2 separate regions of the Danio rerio genome follow, and region 2 is linked to region 1. The links are chromatin contacts, called in public HiCAR-type maps. All regions are on one chromosome and are shown on one strand. The core of a region is the stretch at or near the end of the contact, and the rest is flanking DNA. Distances in the headings are between cores, read along the strand shown. Region 1 holds the start of ptpn3 (protein tyrosine phosphatase non-receptor type 3). Region 2 holds the start of rnf41l (ring finger protein 41, like).

Region 1 (5,288 bases), core at 1,154-3,653:
TCAGCCTTTGAATTTGGCCTTCGAGGGATGCGGCCTTTGAATTGCGAAGCAGCTCTTGGGACACCCTGGTTAACATCATCAGTCACTTGTGTCACCTACACTTACTACTTAATTAGGTACATCTGTTATCAACCAATCACAGCAATTCAGTGCATTTAGGCATGTTGACATTGTGAAGATGATCGGCTCAAGGTCAAATTGAGCATCAGAATGAGCAAGAAAGTGATTTAGTTGATTTCAAATGTAACATGGTTGTTGGTGACTGACAGGCCGATCTGAGTATTTCAGAACTGCTGATTCACTGGAATTTTCACATACTATCATACAATACAAGCTACTTTTTAGAGTAGGTGAGAGCGGGCACAAAGTAACACTTTTTGGTTTTGGTGCATTTAAAGGCAGATTTCACACAATTAATTTAAATTCAATTTACTTTAAATAGTAGCTATATTTCCTCAGTACATTTACATTTACCTGGCTCATTTCTTTTTTTTATTCTACATAACACAGTATGTTTATTTATTTGTTTATTGGATAAACACATTTGAATCTATTTGCATTATTATCCATTTATCTGTATTATACAATGCATTTATTTGCATTATGGGCAATAAATATTTTTTCTATTAACACAATATTTTCTATTTAAAAAAATATTTAAAAAGTTTTCAACATTACACTCAAAATTAAAAAAACAAACAAATTGTTTGTTGAATTGGTGTCCAGCAGTGTGTGGCTTAATTGTAACACCCTGTTACAACTATCCCTGCTGTGTCATGTTTTCCTCAAAACTGGTTAGTAGTCACTGTGTTTCTTATATCTTTCAAAATGGTTTCATCTTTTAGCCTAGAAAACTGTGATCACAACAATATAAGATTTTAGGTTCATACTTACCGATTTAAAAAAATATAATAAAATAAAGTGTAATAAAAAATACTTTTATGCTGCAAAAATGGCTTCTCCTGTGTTTCTCATCCAAATTTCGACAAAATATTTACAATAATTGGCAGGAAGACATCTGCTGACACTGTGGAGAAAACCTCGGAAGCATGCCATAGTTAACCTTGAGCAAATACCTTAAAACTCAATGTTACATTTAACCCCACGTTACTTTGTGCCCCACGCTCCCCTAATGTCTTGTTGATGGTAAAGATCAGATGATTTGAGGTGATAGAAAGTCTATAACCATTTATGAGTCCACAGAAGAACATACAACCTTGAACCAGGTAAGCTACAGCAACAGACGACCACAACAGGTACCACTCCTTTCAGCTAAGACAATAATGATGTAATTCAGCATATTTTCTTGACTTACTTTGACCCCTTAGCTGAATACCACAGCCTATTGTTGCTGATTATCCCCATGTTTTTATCAATCTTAAATCATCTTAAGCTGGTTTCTTAAAATAATTTCTTGAACACAACACTATATAGTATTCACTATACTCAAATTGCTTAAATAATCACCAGATCTAGAACATCTTTGCTGTAATGGTAGATTCACATCATAAATTTGAAGCTGTGAATTTACCACAAACATGTCTCAATTTTGAGTTGCGGCTGGAAAGGCATCCACTGGCAAACAAAGAGTAACTGACATTTCGTTTCGCTGTGATGACCTGTTATTAAGAAGGAAATAAGAAAAGGAGTGAGTGCATGACTGAGTGTAAACAAAGGCAACCCAGCAAGGCACTGATAAAGTAGTTAGTATGATTACTAAAACACAAGCTAGTGGTCAGTTATGCTGAATATTTAAAAAATTGGCTAACCCACAAAATGATTACATTTGATGTTTTAAGGCAAGTTAAAAGAAGTTCCGAAACAGATTTTAATTCTTATGTTTTGTCTTAAGAGCATAGATGTCACATTTATAAGGAATATGCCATATTCTAATGTTTTTACGAAAGAAAAATAAGAATATGGTGGTTAAGGATTTATTTTATTATCATTGTTAATGGTCGCATTTTGGTCTCTTACTCTGATCAGATAGTATTGATAGTAAGTGTTAAAAACTAAGACTAAGCTGGGAAACCAGAATGAAAACCAGAAGAATTTTAGAGCAAGCTCTACACCCAGGTGTGCTTACTGACTCAAAGAGGCAGCGCCCTAAACCGGCGGGGACGCGCACCTGAAATTGCGCGAGCTCGTGAAATTCCTGAGAGTTCTGGCTTAACATGAATCACGCCTTGAAATCAGGCTAGGTCTGACAATCACATTCACATCATGAAATCTGTAAAATGTGTGTTGCAACCACCCCAGCAGTGGGAAGGGGAGCATAAAAACAAAACTATTGCTACATGATCACAATAGATCCTGCACTCGTGGTCAGCGCAGTGACGCCGTTATTGCCCTCCCGAAGGAACCAAGAGAGAGAAAAATAACATATTCCGGAAGTTTACCGACACCTGCGACCATGATCGCCTTAACATGGAAACTTTTCTCTCATCTCGGGGATTGTAAGAACTTCTAACACTGCAGAAATATTGGGAACAGCTCGAGCAGGTAACTTTCTGACGCTTTTCTGATGTATGAATGTCCCTGCATGAACTCCAACTTTGTGGGCTAAAGAAGAACATTGTCAAACGACGTATATTTGGCTTTAAGAACAACAAATCGGTTCACTCCTAGACTGTTTATGGGAAATATCGCGATAAAGCTCCTGGATTTGTTTCTTTCCATGCGAAATATGATCTCGAAATATGTTGAGGTCATAAACGCTGGAGCAGAAGAACTGTCCTGTCGTTCACCCCGCTCGGTTTGGTGACACTTCGGTTCAGATTTGTGACAGAGCCCGAACCTAAAGCCTGAGCAGACCAGCGTGAACTTGAGTCAGAAATGCAAGACGTCACACCCAGAAAAGCCCTCATACAGAAACTTTAAACTGTTTTCTCCTGTTAAACCGTCCTGTGTTACTTTTTTGTTTCAAACTCATAATATTACAGTAGTTTGAGTCAAAGGCTCTTTGTTTTTTAGGATGGTTCAAGTAATTACATGTCCTAAGCCGTAAATATCGCGTCGCTTAAAAGTGAAGTCGAGCGTGTAAAGTAGTGCTTTTGCAACCGAGCTGCTGGTAAATATTAACCTCCAGTGTAAACGTCAGAGCTGCTCTAACCGTGAGCGAAAGTAAAACACCCACTTCAGACTGCAACTATGCGTTTTATATGGTCAAAAAGGGAAACATTGTATACAAAGACAGATCAGTGAGACTTCTGCATTTGCAAACAGTCACAGAGAGCGTCCACAAACTGGATCTGTGAGGTTAAGTCTGAAAGAACAAGAGGTATTTAATGTAGCTTAATCTGAAGTAACTACAGGCTGTTAAAAATCTTATGTCAAATAACTTAGTGTGTCCATATGATGGATTTCTGTCTCAAATTCTGATTTATGTCATGTGTCTTTTGTCTCTCCCAAATTATAAAGTATTGTCACATCACCAGTTCACGTTCATGTTTACTTGTCTAATGTCAAATTTGCACTTTAAAGGTGGCACAGAAGTGTATCTGAGGTGGCATTTACACAGTGTTTGCAGAGATAGATCACCCAAAAGTGAAAATTCTGTTATTTACTCATCCTCATGCTTGTTCAAAACCTGTTCGACTTCTTCTGTTAAACAGAAAAGAAGATATTTTGAAGAAAGCTGAAAAAATGTAACTATTGACATCTATTTGTTTTTACTACTTTTTACAGCTCTTCAGCTTTTTTTCCAGCATATCTTTGTGTTTAACAACATAAAGTAACTAACAAAGCTTTATAACCAATTGAGGGTCACCAAGTAATCAGTAATATTTAGTTTTTGGGTGAACTACCCCATAAGAAGGTGTCATAAATGCATGTACACCAAAATTACAACTGTACACTATACAATACACACTAGGGATGAGGTAGCGCAATTTAATTAGAGCAGATATCATTTAGTCTGTCTCTAGTATATGAGGCATTATGTATTTTTTTAATTATCACAGTGCAGCCTTATAATTGGCAATAGTGCAAACATTTGACACACTTGTCCTATATTATTATTACTGTACATATTTACAAAAACTGTAGACTATATCTTAGACAGAAAACAGTTTTTGTGTGAAAAACTTGATTTATGCATATTTATTTAAAAAATGACACTACAAAACAGTGACAGCACAGACTAATGTGCGGACACAGAATTCATTTAGACACATAAAAATACTTTGCATTCTATAACTTACAGTATATTTGTTCATAGTGCAGTGACCTCTTACATGTCAAAAGATCAAGTGAATTTATTTCTCAGTTCATCACACTTTTAACGGAATTATTAATGCAGTTTAGGTCTAACCAGGAGTGCACGAGCAGCAAGTGTAGGGTATAGGTATAAGTTATAATAACAAATATTAAAAACTATGGGTAATATTTACAGATGGATGTACTGTACTATAAACATTATATACAGGTTGTATTAGCTACGATATAATGTTCATAGTACATCCATTCCCGAATATACAAGTATTATTGAAATTATTAAAGACTATACTATAACTACAGTGTATCACTTTAATCAAGTTTCTTCGTATAATACAGCTTATGCAGAAGCCACTCACAGCCAACATGACATAATGTAATAGTGTGTCTAAACTCCGCCTTCTCAAAAGGTCATCAATGCCTGCTTTTACATCACTGCCTGTCTAGGCTCTACCCACTGATTCGAGTATAGATAGCTGCCAGCTGCTAGCTTTCTCAGCTCTCACATGGTAGCCCACTGAAGCCAAGCAGGGCTGCACCTGGTCAAACAGCAAAGCACAAACAAAATGGCATCCCTTTTGGTGCTTGAATTCACTTACTAGTTTCATTCACTACTTCAAGTGAACTATATTAGTGGACTAATGTAGGATATAGTGAATGATGGTACGAGGGGCAATACAGTATTGGTTGCTGCTGGAAGAGGTGTTATAGAGGTCAGCTGGGGGTGCTTACCCTGTAGTCTGTAGGGATCCTAATGCCCCAGTATAGTAACACTATACTGTAAAGCCGGGTTTATACTTCTGCGTCGAGTGATCGGCATGACCCACAGCACATGCCTTGTGCGTTGACATGCATTTATACTTCTGCATGCTGTTTGTGTTGCTCTGCAATAACAGTTCCGAAATCCTAGCTGGCAGTGAGGTTTTTATGTTCCTCTCTGTTGAGTTTCTTCGCTGGTCTTTTGTTTTTCTGAACGAATCTTAATGAACAAGTGGGTCAAACTCTCTCATTTTGAGGCGGGAATCGGTGGACGTGCTACAACTTTAATTATAAGGTAAACGCAAAGCAAAACT
Region 2 (5,288 bases), core at 1,924-4,423, 180 kb after region 1:
TTATTTTGCAGATATTTAACAAATATCTGTATCAAATATCTAAATGTATAAGCGTCAAAATACCTAGATGCTAATAACACGCTGTCTGAAAAACTATGCTTTTCCCTCAAAAAAAAAACAACAACTAATGGCAAAAATACAAAGATTTCATACTTTCCACAATATTTTTCATTCATTCATATTCTTGTCGGCTTAGTCCCTTTATTAATCTGGGGTGGCCACAGCGGAATGAACCGCCAACTTATCCAGCAAGTTTTTACTCAGCGGATGCCCTTCCAGCAGCAACCCATCTCATCACACACACACACTCATACACTATGGACAATTTAGCCTACCCAATTTACCTGTACCACATGTCTTTGGACTGTGGGGGAAACCGGAGCACCCGGAGGAAACCCACGCGAATGCAGGGAGAACATGCAAACTCCACACACAACTGAGCCGAGGCTCGAACCAGCGACTTAGCAACCTTCTTTTTGTGAGGCGACAGCACTACCTACTGCACCACTGCTTCGGCCGCACATTATTGTTTTTAGTACAAATAAATTTCTTATTTGAATATTTCAAAACACAAACTCAGGCAAAAAATTTCTTCACAGCAAAATGAATATATACATTTTGGTTAGATACGTTTAGTATAATTGATATGTAAGTGTTAAATGGGTTTACCAATGAGCAATAGTATTTCTTTTACATGAAGAAATCATATCAAATGTTCTATTTAAGGCTACTGCAGGCCAACAGACTTTTATTGTAAACTTAGCAAAGCAGCATAACTAAAAAAACATTCAAAAACATATTTTAATTGGTACAAATACATATATTAGTGAAATTGCGATTACCTGTGTGTGGTGTGTTCAGAGTTTCTTTCAGGTGTGGTTGCTGAAGGTGGTCTGGTTTGTTGCTGTAGAAACAGGCAGGTGGCAGCTGTTGGCCTGAAACATGAGTGGGAGGTCAGATCGCCAGCTTCATTTGTACTAAACATTATAAAAACACCCTTCAACGTGTGTGCAGTTGTGCAAAATGCTATTTTAATGCTCCTTTGCTATGAAACTCTCACCTGTCCTCAGACCACCTAATGAACAACAAATTTGCAAGAACTCCACACACACCTGGTGAAATCCCTCAGGGAAACCCTTAGGGAAACTCCTTTTACATGCTGAGATCAGGTGAGACTGAAGCACCTGGCAACCCTCATACAAATACAAGCCAAAGGCACAGCAAGACTGTATACACATTAAAAAACACATTGAATATGTTTTTAACGATGACATTTTTAGTTTAGCAAATTATATATGTGCTTTAATTATTTTATATAATTGTATATTTATATATTTCAAAACTAATAAACTGTTAAATTTTATTTTAATAATATTACTAAATAACTAGACATATTTTTTAACTTTGCAGTTAAAATATAGGAAAAAATAAGTTTGATAAATTTCTAAAACTTTAGAACAGAAATAAACAAATAATATATTTTTACTGTTATCTTTTTTTATTTATCTTATTATTTTATTAATAACATTTCATTTTTATTTTAAATTATTTTAATATAACTAAGGTCTTCAACTTATAATAAATATAATTTTTTTGTTTCTTTGCAGCTTAATATGTAATTTCTTTGCAACAAACTTCATTTTTTTAATAATTGTGTTAAACTACTACAACTTGACAAGAATATTTGTTACACTAAACATGATTTAGGAAATAAAATTAAAAATGATTTTTTAAAAATCCAATCAAAACAAATGTTTTTTTATTTTCACACTGACAAAGTTAAAATAATGTAAGAATAGATAAAAAAAACTGCAAACAGAAACAGGTTTGTATATAAATTTTACATTTTATTTTGTTAAGTATCTTAAACATACAGAATTGTAAGATTACTTGTTATGTTACACATTCAAATGTTTTCTCATTTGACAACTACAATTTAACATGAATAATTCTGTTACATTAAAAAGTAATTAAAGAATGTAAATTATAAATGAACAATGATTACAAATATACAACACATTTAATGTTGAAAATGGAGTGTTTACCAGTAAAACCCATATATCAGGAGCCTGTTGGTCCCTCCCTCACTGACATCCAGCAGACGGTCCTTAATAATAACCCCTCAGTAACAGGTGATCTGCGCAAGTGTTCCTGCACCTGCCTGGCCACGTGACAGAAAAACAACTGATCATCTTAGGTGTCCGTTTGTGGCTTGACCATTAAACACTTCTGTTTTTCTATGATATGCTGCTCTGGTTAAACCCTCACTGCTAACAGATCCGCATTTGAGGATATACAGCAGGATCTTTATGAAGGAGAGGATGTTTGTCAGTGTCTGGTCACTCTCACTGCCTGAATGATCTCTGTTCTTCATGGCTGCGGTTGGATTAGACAGGATTATGCTTTCCCACACTCTGATTGGATTATTTTCTACACGCCAACATTACAGCTTCACTTTCAGACATGCAGCACTGTATAAAATATTGACACAACACATGCAAACATGCATCTGTGTGCATCCCAAACACAGTTACTGAGTAAAACACTTAAGAATTCAATAAAATCACACTCAAGCACCATGTATGTGTTATTAAACGTTTCTAAAGATTAAAGGGTAATGTTATTCAAGATTTCTCCAGTACTGTGCCAGTAATTCATGATTATATATATTTATTAGTTAAATTACAACCAAAAATAAACATTGATACATTGATCATAATTTATTTCATTCAGTGCCTTTCCAGTACTCTTTTTTACATATACAGATTTTTCTTTACTGTGTAATATGTACAAAAATTCACCATTTGTTTACTTTCTAGTAAAATATGTTTGTTAATAAGCAATATTTTTTGCAATAATTCGAATATAAAGTATACTAACAATGTATTAATGAAAGACTGCAATGATGAATATAATAAAACACACACAAACCAGTAATTGATTTGATGTCAAAGCTAATAACTGTGCACAAAACTTGTTTGTTATAATGTAAATAACCAAACAAGTCTAGTTAATAATGTGTAGTAGCTTCTACTTGCCTGTTTGATCAGTGATGGTTGACAGAAATCAAACTTTTCAGACGTCTCTTCTATTTTGCTTCATTTACCTTTGCTGGATTAGATATATATTATTTGCAGGCTACATTTCCTGTCAGGTTTCTTTAACAGTACTCTCTCTGTACTGTTGATTTTTGCTCTTCATAAGCTCCTCAACTCCACCTACTTTACGTGACGTCGAGTTTTGTCCAATCACAGCAAAGGTACGTCACGTCCGCGGGAGACTCGTTTTTGAGGGAGTTTTTGTAAATAGGCAAAGTGATTGACATACGAGAGGAAACTCGATAACAAGGTAAGCGGTTTACGTATTGCTTATGTACAATTAGTAGATTAAATTCAAATGCATTTGACATGTTTTGAGAGGTGTAAGGAGTCGGTCAGCGCGGCTCAACTTTACATTGTTTACCCGTGTTTTGCTAACGACAGCAACAGATGCTTGCCTGCTTGCTAAAAATGTCCTGTTCGCAAAGGGATGGTTCGCCCAAAAGGAAACTATTTCTTTGTTTATCACATTCTTGTCATCTCTAATGAGTATGACCTTCTTAACATTATTTATGAGCTGGTTCAGTTTAATGATATATATAGATGAGCTACCCCGCGTTGTCCGATTCATGAACAAATGAAATGACTCTTATGAACTGGATCTTTTTAGTGAATCATAAACCCTCTGATACGAAAGAATTTGCAGTTCATCAGGGCTGCTTATTACACTTTAATAATAATATTTAACATCATGTATAATATTATTGATTAGGTAGTAAATATTGCATTCATAAAGAAAAAAATCCTAAAAAGTCATACTAAAATGTAATTATAAAAATGTCAACAAAAGTTCTTTTTTTCAATTTCTGTGTACATACCTCAAATCAAAGCACTTTAACTGTCACATTAGCAGCAGCAGCACGTGTTCTATGATGAATGAAAATCTATTAAGGTAAAGTTTCTCCAAAATAGTGTCATTCCAAGAAAGTATTCTTTGCCAATGCTAAATATGGAAATCTAATCCTATTATCAGTCAACGACTGTCAAAGTACAACACTGTTCACAGTCAAATAAATAGGGCTAATGTTGTTTTCAAGTAATACTTACATGTGACTTTCGATTGAATTTTCAAAGTACCATGTTAAACAATGTAGGCAGCATGTCACAAGTTGTCACTGTACGAATGTGCCGATATTTAACCAGCTTTACCTAAATTGAATAGCTTAGGTGCTGGCTCCAGACTACAGACAGTGCATAATACAACAAAATACTCAAAAATAAAACAATAAACTATTAAAAATGCTGACAATTAATGAGCAATTCCAGCGTTATGGGTTTGACATTTTGAGTAAAAAATTCAAACATAAATACACAGAGAAAATCTATGATAACATTATATTGCACCATCTGTTTATATTTTCCAAAACAACTAACCACAGAGTTATGGGATCAGAAAAATACCAATCTGTAAATATTATTTATATTTTAAAGTAAACATGCGTTATGGACGTGACCAAAAAAAGTATGCGAGTTTACAGTATACAACATACTTTGTAGAAATTCTGTAAATTAAACTGCACAACCCAAATGAAACAATGCTAATCTAAAGGATAAGAGTCGGCTTACTATAAAAACAAAAATCATTGATTTTATTTTAGTTGACATTTATGAGGAAAAAGCTTGGTTATGAATCATGTGACAGATGTAAAAATGCCACTTTTGTGACTTTGGTAAATCAAATATATTAGTTTGACAACATTGACTCAGACATTTATGAGTATTTCTAGAGTTCTGTGAAATACGAGCCTACACAAAGAACCTAGAAAGTATTTTGCTATTTTGGTAAACATTTGCATGGAATTGCTCAAATTTGTAAAGAAAAAAAAACACATTACACCCATGTAGACACAGACAAGTACAAAGTCAAAAAGGTGTACACATTGACTGTTGATGGTGTATAAATAATTTAGGCAATATTGTTTTGGATTTGTCACTGGAAAGATGATTTTGTATTGAATTGGATTTGTCATTAGAAAGGAGATAATTTGTGTATTTGTATATCATTTATTTTTTTCTTTGTTTTCTTATTTTTTGTTTGAATGTTTTTGTTCTCTTAAACTACTGTTTTATCATTGTGTGTTTTGAGTAAACTGTTAACCTTTTAAAACATTTAACCACTTTACCAGTTTAAAAGAAATGTGCTAATTATTTCTTAAATGTAGTTTTAATAAATTTTTGTTCTTTATTTTT

The links. HiCAR-type assays count read pairs that join an accessible place to other places.
Region 2: a contact with region 1 is called in a HiCAR-type map of caudal fin, with 3 times the contacts expected there. The contact joins the promoter of rnf41l here to the promoter of ptpn3 in region 1. A contact is called at or near these places in 2 of 4 datasets of contacts at active chromatin or transcription factors (caudal fin and embryo).

Annotation. Positions count from the first base shown.
Region 1 is chr16:29,667,897-29,673,184 of GRCz12tu, forward strand. ptpn3 (protein tyrosine phosphatase non-receptor type 3) reads left to right here and starts at 2,404. Exons shown (of 26, transcript XM_682838.11): 1 at 2,404-2,502.
Region 2 is chr16:29,851,862-29,857,149 of GRCz12tu, forward strand. rnf41l (ring finger protein 41, like) reads right to left here and starts at 3,174. Exons shown (of 8, transcript XM_068214144.1): 1 at 3,039-3,174; 2 at 843-935. rad54b (RAD54 homolog B) reads left to right here and starts at 3,277. Exons shown (of 15, transcript XR_012392112.1): 1 at 3,277-3,348.